Linked DNA regions of Mus musculus: region 2 is linked to region 1. The links are chromatin contacts, called in public HiCAR-type maps. All regions are on one chromosome and are shown on one strand. The core of a region is the stretch at or near the end of the contact, and the rest is flanking DNA. Distances in the headings are between cores, read along the strand shown. Region 1 holds the start of Mesd (mesoderm development LRP chaperone). Region 2 holds the start of Arnt2 (aryl hydrocarbon receptor nuclear translocator 2).

Region 1 (3,947 bases), core at 49-2,548:
CAAATTTTCTTTCCAGAATCTCACAGTGGAGCCCAAACCAGTTTGAAATTTACTATGTAGCCCAGGTTTAACTAAGGCTAGCCTCCTCCACTAGTCTCTTAAGTGCTGGAATTACAACCTTGCACTACCATGGCCCCACTACTCCAATTCTTCTGTTGGGTACAGAGAACAACAACAGGAGTCCCCCCTTTTTAAGTCAAATCCAACAGGTGGATATTTTAAATGTATGCCCAAAAGTCTTACCTCCTTCCAACAATATAGTTAGCCACAAGTTAAAAAAAAAATCAGCATTGGAAACAAACTCTGAAAAGTTCTCTGGCAGAGAACCTTACACAGTGAATATAGCTATGTGTGTGATTCCTTTCCATCAGCTGTGCCAATCAAATACGACAGTACAATCAAGGGCTGCAGTGTACTTTTGATCAGGAATCCCTCCTTAGAACCTTTTGCATACCCCAAATGCAATCAAGTAACAGACCAGAATTCGGCCTCTCACAAAACAAGTCCACTACTCCCATCAATGAAAAACCTGAGTTGCATATGAGATATGCCTTAGTTCCCTTTACCAGTAAAATAAACCCACCCAAGAAATTACAAAAGCCCCAGCAGGAATATACACCAAAAGAAGTCGGAAACCCTCTATATTTGGAAAGATCTCTATCAAAGCTAAAAAAAAGTTGAGAGACCACCTTTAGAACCCATTCACTCCAGAACAGGAGGAGGAAGGAGGGAATGCTCTTCAGGAGCGCTCGCTCCCTGTTCGCGGCTCACAAACCACCAAGATCAATGTAGAGACCCCTGCGACATAGCAAGGAAAGTAGGGCTTGACTGGTGAGAGTCCAAGTGCTGACTGGAGTGGCTGAGGAGCCATGATAGCGAAAGACACTGGGCGAGAGGCCTGAGCCGTGGTGGAATGAAGAGAGACGCGGGAGTCAACGGGTACTGGGAGACATTTCAAGAAAGACCCTCAGAGGGCAGCGAGCGGGATCAGGGGACAAAAGTCAGAAGGTCAAATGTCCGAGAGGGTAAGGGTTAGGAGAAAAGGGATCTGTATGGGAGATGCTCAGAAGTGTGCAGGCGACACAGACCTCCCACTGCTCCAGAAGTCGCGCCATGTCGGCATCGTTGTAATCGCGGATGTCCTTCTTTTTCCGTGGAGGTGGGGTGGCCTCGCCCGGAGTGTCCGCCGCGTAGGCATTAGGAGGAGGGAGCAACAGAAGGTCCGAGGCACACAGAAACAGTAGAACCGCGCGCAGCCACCTGGAGGCAGCCATGTTAGCAGCCTAGCGTAACGGACTGCCCAGCGTAAGGCACAATGAGCCTGCGCAGACAGCGTGCGGAGTCCGGACGCCGGGGCCTCGCCCCCACCCCGCCCCCGGCCTTCCAATCCAGTCCCTAAGCGTGTTCTGCGCAGAACTAAACCCAGTACTTGACCCCGTCCCACCCTCGCGGACTCAAGTCCCAATGGCTCCGCCTCCGAGGAGTCCGTAGCCTACCGCACCCCGCCTCGTTCTGGTTCCTCCTGTCCGGACCTCATCCGGTAGCTCCGACCCCCTTGGCTCCGCCCACAACTGCATTCCCTTGGGGCTCCCAACCTCAGGCTCCTCCCCGTCATCGAGCCTTTCACCACTTGACTCCACCCCTCAGCCACGGTCTCCTGACTCCGCCCCTAGGGTACCGCCTCCTCACCAGACTCCGCCCCATAGCTCTGGGAGCTCACCTGGCTGGGGACCAAGGGTTCTTCCTCCTGGTTCCTCCCCTTGCCAGGCTCCGCCCCGCGAGCTCCGCCCCTTGGCCTGGCCAAACAATCTACTCTAGCTGGGTCCTGCCCAACTGTGCTTTCTCCACTATTTGGGGGTTTTGTTAGAAGTCAGCCCTTTTGTCTCTCATTCTCTAGCCAGGGTCTGAAAGTTCCCTCAGGGTTTCAGTGACAGAGTCCTCGAAGCCTATGAAATGAATGAGTTGGAAGATATGCAAACTACCTTGACCCTGAGGCCCTTTTCAGGGTGTTGACATTCAACTACGCTCCCTAGTAATTTCTAGCAAGAACAAACCGCCTGCTGAAAAGCTAAGGACAGCTAGGGCAACTTTTCTCGAAGACTGTAATTATAGGGTCTATTGTTATTCTGCTCCACGGATGATTTTCGACCCACCATTCTTTCAATATCACTGTCAATTAAACTGGAAAAAAAAACCCATTTAATTGATAACCATTTTTATTGTTTAAAATAGTTCCTGTCTCTTCTGATTTTCATCTACCACTGTGGCTTTAACCTATAGGACAAAACCACCCTAATTTTATTTTCTATTTTACAAGATTTTGACCACTAAGATCTTCAAAATTAAAATACTTGGGGTCAGAGATACTTTAAAGTTTCCTAAGCTTTAAGTGGCAGATCTGATTTCTTTAAAATTTCAAATTATATCATAAGACATGAAACCTTGGTGTAGTTGGAAAATATTCAAAAACTATACCTTAAGTACTGACCCCAAAGTGCCACATAATGCATACAATTTATTTCTATATTTACAAATGTATCTCAAGAATGGGTTTTCAATGTTTATATCAGCATACTGTGTTAATTACTAAGCATACTTGGGTTCTTTTTTTTTTTTTTTTTTTTTTTTTTTTGGTTTTTGCGAGACAGGGTTTCTCTTTATAGCCCTGGCTGTCCTGGAACTCACTTTGTAGACCAGGCTGGCCTCAAACTCAGAAATCTGCCTGCCTCTGCCTCCTGAGTGCTGTGATTAAAGGCGTGCGCCACCACGCCTGGCCTTGGGTTCTTGAGTGTTTCATTCCTTTACTGTTTTTTAGTTTTTGGTTTTTTGCTTTGTGGGTGTTTTTTGTCTTGTTTGTTTTCTCAAGACTGGGTTTCCCTGGCTAACCTGGAACTCACTCTGTAAACCAAGCTGACCTAGAATTCAGAGGTCTGCCTGACTCTGCCTCCCAAGTGTTGGATTGGAGGCATGTGCCACCACAACCATTCTTCACTAGTACACCAGTGTTTTTGTTTTTTCTCTCATGGTCATTATTATATTACTATTTTCCCTGTCTTTTTCTCTATACTTTGGATGGATATCGTTAATAGGTTTCATATAGTGCAAATCCTTTACAAAATGTTTAAGTAAAAGTCTTTCTTATGACTGATACTTCTTTCTCAGAAGTGGGTGGAAATTGAGTGTTAAGAATGTCCTGGGTTCAGCTGGGCATGGTGGCACACGCCTTTAGTCCCAGCACTTGGGAGGAGGCCGAGGCAGGCGGATTTCTGAGTTCGAGGCCAGCCTGGTCTACAAAGTAAGTTCCAGGACAGCCAGGGCTACACAGAGAAACCCTGTCTCAAAAAAAAAAAAAAAAAAAAAAAAAAAAAAAGGAGTGTCCTACCTTATCCAGCCTTCTTTGTCATATGGCCCCATCACAAAGGTCTGGAGTTTCTATCCTCAAGGTCATCAAAAGTTCCAGGATGGCTATTGGTACTCCAACCATCAGATGGCATTCCAATCAAAGGAAATGGGAAATAAGTCAAGCTGAGGGACGAGCATCCTATTAGGGAATTGTGCACAGCCTTTCTGGTCTCATTGAGCTACCTCTCTGAGAGGGACTGGGAGTAATTATTTAGCTGTCTTTGCTACCATCTCAAATAAATTTAGGCTTGTTAGGAAAAGCATAAAGTGGAGGTTAAGAAAAGAGCTAACTAGCAACGTGAGCCTTATTGACCTTCACTCTAAGGTCAAATGTGGTGTGCATTTATTCCCACTGTAGTAACGTAGCTGATTTTTTCCATATTCATACATGGATATGAATAAACACAAGGACATTTTCTGTTGACGTTATACAGAAACAACTCATAAGAAAAGAAAAAGAACTTTTTTCTCTTCTTTTTTGAAATCATAAGGGAAATGTCATGAGCCTTCTCCCAGGGGCACATTGCTCCACCCCGTGGCTTGGA
Region 2 (3,937 bases), core at 249-2,748, 520 kb before region 1:
TGAGATCCTCCATCTCAAACAAGAATATATGTGTGTATATGTGTAATGGATGCTTGAGAGTGTTGTATTTGGGGGACTATAGAAGAGAGACCGAGTCTCACTTGGTTTGTGGCTGGACATCAGGACCCTTCTACTTAGACACCTGCTGAGTTTCAAATTCCAACCTACATCTCTCCTCATTTCTGTCTGGGCCTCCCCTCCCCACCCACCCGCCACCCCTGCCCCTTAAGTAAATGCACAGTGTGTATTTTTTCCTTTGAAATGTCTTCCCTGTATTCTAGTCATTTCTTCAAAGGTGACTTTCAATGTCATCTTCTTTCTGTCCCTTTTGCTCAGCAGTGACCACATTTCAGGGGCTCTGTTTAAGCTTCAAAGAGCGGCTGCCCCAACTCAGGTGGTCTCTTGTGTCCTTCCTTCCAGCTCTCTCCTATCCAGGAAGCCCTGCAGCCCTGAAGGAGGTCAATCCTGTATGCTCAACACCCAGGTCTGTGCCGGGAATTCAGAATTTTCAGTGTTTGTCCAATTGATTTATTATTAGGGCAGTAGAGACAAACGCTTTTCCAAAGACAATGATGGTTTAAAAACATACTCCAATCATCATTTCCCTATCCTATTTCATGCATGCTTCTTTGGAAATAGTGTGGTATTTTTTGCAGATGTTATCAGTGTTAGAAGGCACAGTGCCTTTAATTCTGGCCTGGGGTGTGACCAGCCTTCCAATCTCACCTAATCAGGGCATCTACTGTGGAATATCACCTCCAGGAATCCCAGTGGCTGCCTGGAAAAACCACTCTTCAAGTATCCCGTGCTCTTATTTTACCAGCATACGCAGATGAAACCATTAGAAATCTTCTTAAAACCTCAGTATGGAGGTGTGAATAAGGCCCTCGAGAGGACTCTAATAAATGCTGACAGTGGCCATGTCCTCAAGAAGGCAGAGCTAGACACTGTCCTCAAAACCTCCCTGGCTTCTCTCCATTCCTGAGCCAAACTCTGTGCTGGAGCTGTGTGCCAGTGCCTTGGAGGGACGGTGGCCTTGGGCATTTCTGGGTGCCTCCCCTTAGGCCCTCTTCTGCAGCCCTAGCCAGGGTGCCCGGGAGCTCAGTGGCGCGGCCCTGGCATGCTAAGTGGTTGCACTGGGACGCCTTTGTTTCTTAGGCCGGTTGTCCTCTGCATCCAAATGGGTCCTTTGCTCACCCGCTCCTCCGCGAGGGGACAGCGCCTCTCGGCGATGTGTCCCTGATACCTGGGGACCCTACTAGGGCGGATAGGGAGTGCGCCGAGGCCTCTAACCTGGGCACCTGCGCGGACCCGAGGAGGGTCCCGCTGCCCGCTGCCCGCTGCCCCAAGTCTCGCGGTGCTACGGCTCGGACCCGGGAGCCGCGGGCCCGGCACCCCAGCCGCACCACAAAGGCTGAACCCGGAGGAGGCCCGGGAAAGGAGGAGCGCGGGTGCGCGCAGAGGAACGGGGAGCGCGCGGGGCGCGGGGAGCAGCGCGGGCAGGAGCGCGGGGCGCTCTGAGAGCGCGGGAGCGCGGGGAGCACCGCCCGCACCTTCCTTTGTGTGGCGCGGCCGCGGCGGCGCTGGCCCGCGCCGGGTCCCCGTCCCCGCCCCCGCCCCCGCCCGGCGCTCCGGTCCCTTCCCGGCAAGATGGCAACCCCGGCCGCCGTCAACCCTCCGGGTGAGTAGCGGCCCAGCCTCTGGCCGAGCCTGAGACGCGCAGCCCCGGGGTGGGGAGTGGCCGCTGCCCGGCAGCATCAGCACCGGCCGTGGCATCCTCGTTCTCGAATGGTGCTCAACCTGGTCCTGACGGCGCCCGCCGCTGCTGCGTGTAACTAGATGCTCGCCCGCGGGCTCCAGAGCCACAGGGGCCAGCGGATGCCAGGTGTCGCGCTGAGCGAGAGAAAAGTTTGAAGCGGGGATTCAACAGGGCAGAACTCCTGGGACTCTTTCGCCTATCGGCCCCGCCTCCCCCACGCTGGTCTTTGGCGGGGTTTACACCTGGCCAGTGTATATGTCCCAGTCCTTTCTGGACAGGAAAAGCCTAACTGGTAATAATGGCCTTCAGCAGCCCTATCCCTCTCCGATTGTCTGATGTCGCTGAAGGTACAGCCTGTGACCCTTGGACTTATGCCGTCAGATTAGAAAAAAAATGGAAGGAGTTCAGGAATGAGTGGGAGTGTTAGGCTCCTGTTGAAATGTGGCGGGGGAGCCCTATTGTCATTGGCAAAGTTCCCTGTCTATCATGCAAGGCTGAGAGGATAGACATGTGACTGCCTTCCCGCTCCCAAGTTTTAGGTTTTGTGTTGTATGCTTTGGTTCTGGAGAATCATAGGTCCCTGTAGATTGAGGCAGGGACGGTCAAATAGCTTAGACCCCGGGAAAGCTCAGTGGAAGAGGTCTTGTGTTGGGTGTGGCCCCAGATCAGGTGGAGTGAACTACCAGAGTGCTTATGAAAGAAGAATGTCTTCAGAGTAAGTTATGAGTGGAAGATCCCCTTTGTCCATGTTGGTCGGGGAAGGTTGAGGGGACTCTGGACACTTTAGCCTGAACTTGTAGAAGATACAGTTTGAAAACGCAGACACACAGACTGAGAGGCATTACAGGCATAAGTCATGAAGTCATGATGGCCATGCTCTAAGCATACACTGGAAGCCAGTGAGTAAGGTGTGAGAGGAAACAGAGGGACCTGACATTGAGTTGCATGGATGTGGCTAGGTCCAAAGGGCCATGGAAGACATGGACTGTGGCTTCCTCTTCCTACATCAAAAGAGAGTTTTAAGTAGTACTGAACGGAGGAGCCACATGATCACTGCTTTCCTGTAAGGTTGATTTGTCAGCTGTGGTGAGGTGATACAGAAGATAGGAAGACGAGAAGCAGGAACTGCGTGGAGAAGAGGCAGGTGCTGCAGGTCAGACTTAGCTGTAGTGGCCTGAACAGAGGAGAAGGAAAATACCAGGAGGCAGACAAAGTATGAGATCTGGCCTTCATTAGATTTGAGGTAAAGGCAATTGAGGAAAGCCAGAATAGACAGAGGCAAGTGCCTGTGGGGACAAGGAGGTGATGAACCTTTCTAATTCCCGTCAAGGAGGCTCACTAACTGAAACAGGCAGTCCTAGAAGAGGCGACATGGAGTCTCTGTCTGGAACACTGAGTGGGTAGATAGCTGGCTTGGAAACACGGCTGTGTCATTTTTGTGTTTTTTTTTTTAAACCACTGAAGCACTTTCAACCTATTCTGATACTTAGAAATCAATAGAAAATTAATACCTTAAACTGTAATGCGATTAGAAAAAGCAAAGGGAAATAATGAAGATGGTTGAGTCCGGAATCTACTGAGGAAAAGCACAAGCTCTTAGGTGACTTATGTAACTCATCTACCGTTATATCACTGTTGGGAACCACTTTGTCCAGTACATTGTTCTCTCTGCTATAGAAACCTTGGGACTTGGGAGGAGTGCTGTTAGTCACTACCTGGCCACCTTAATACATTGTGATATCCAGATCTTTCCTCAGTCAAAAATACCAGCAATTCTGAGCATTGTGAGAATCTCTCAAGGAGAATTTCTTGCACTGATCAGCTGCTCTATCGTCCACTTTTAACTGGTCCTCTCTGATGGCTTTTGGGTCTGTGGGATGTCTTAGTCTTGTTCCGTGTGAGCATGTAGCTTCTTTGGCTCAGAAGGGCTAGTCTCAAGGGTTAAGCATCTGAAACAAAGAGAGATAGTTCAGATTGTGTGAGAAATTTGCACTAGGATAACTGCTCACTCCCTTAAGCAGAAATCATGTGATAATTCTTTAGCTTTTTTCTTCCTACCTCCACCCTCCCCCTAGATTTTGCTTCTCCCAGAATGAGAGCTTGGTAAATACAGCTAGATGGACCAAGAGGCAGCATGATTGGGTTCTGCAGCTCATATGTCCTCAGAATACCATGGCC

Evidence for each region. HiCAR-type assays count read pairs that join an accessible place to other places.
Region 2: a contact with region 1 is called in a HiCAR-type map of astrocytes, with 2.9 times the contacts expected there. The contact joins the promoter of Arnt2 here to the promoter of Mesd in region 1. A contact is called at or near these places in 9 of 39 promoter capture datasets (the 3T3-L1 cell line, cranial neural crest, embryonic stem cells and 4 more), 1 of 484 Hi-C or Micro-C datasets (nephron progenitors) and 8 of 115 datasets of contacts at active chromatin or transcription factors (astrocytes, bone marrow-derived macrophages, embryonic forebrain and 3 more).

The regions. Positions count from the first base shown.
Region 1 is chr7:83,889,617-83,893,563 of GRCm38.p6, reverse strand. It overlaps Mesd (mesoderm development LRP chaperone), which reads right to left and starts at 1,298. Exons shown (of 3, transcript NM_023403.4): 1 at 1,089-1,298. The coding sequence starts at 1,274.
Region 2 is chr7:84,407,599-84,411,535 of GRCm38.p6, reverse strand. It overlaps Arnt2 (aryl hydrocarbon receptor nuclear translocator 2), which reads left to right and starts at 1,498. Exons shown (of 19, transcript NM_007488.3): 1 at 1,498-1,681. The coding sequence starts at 1,651.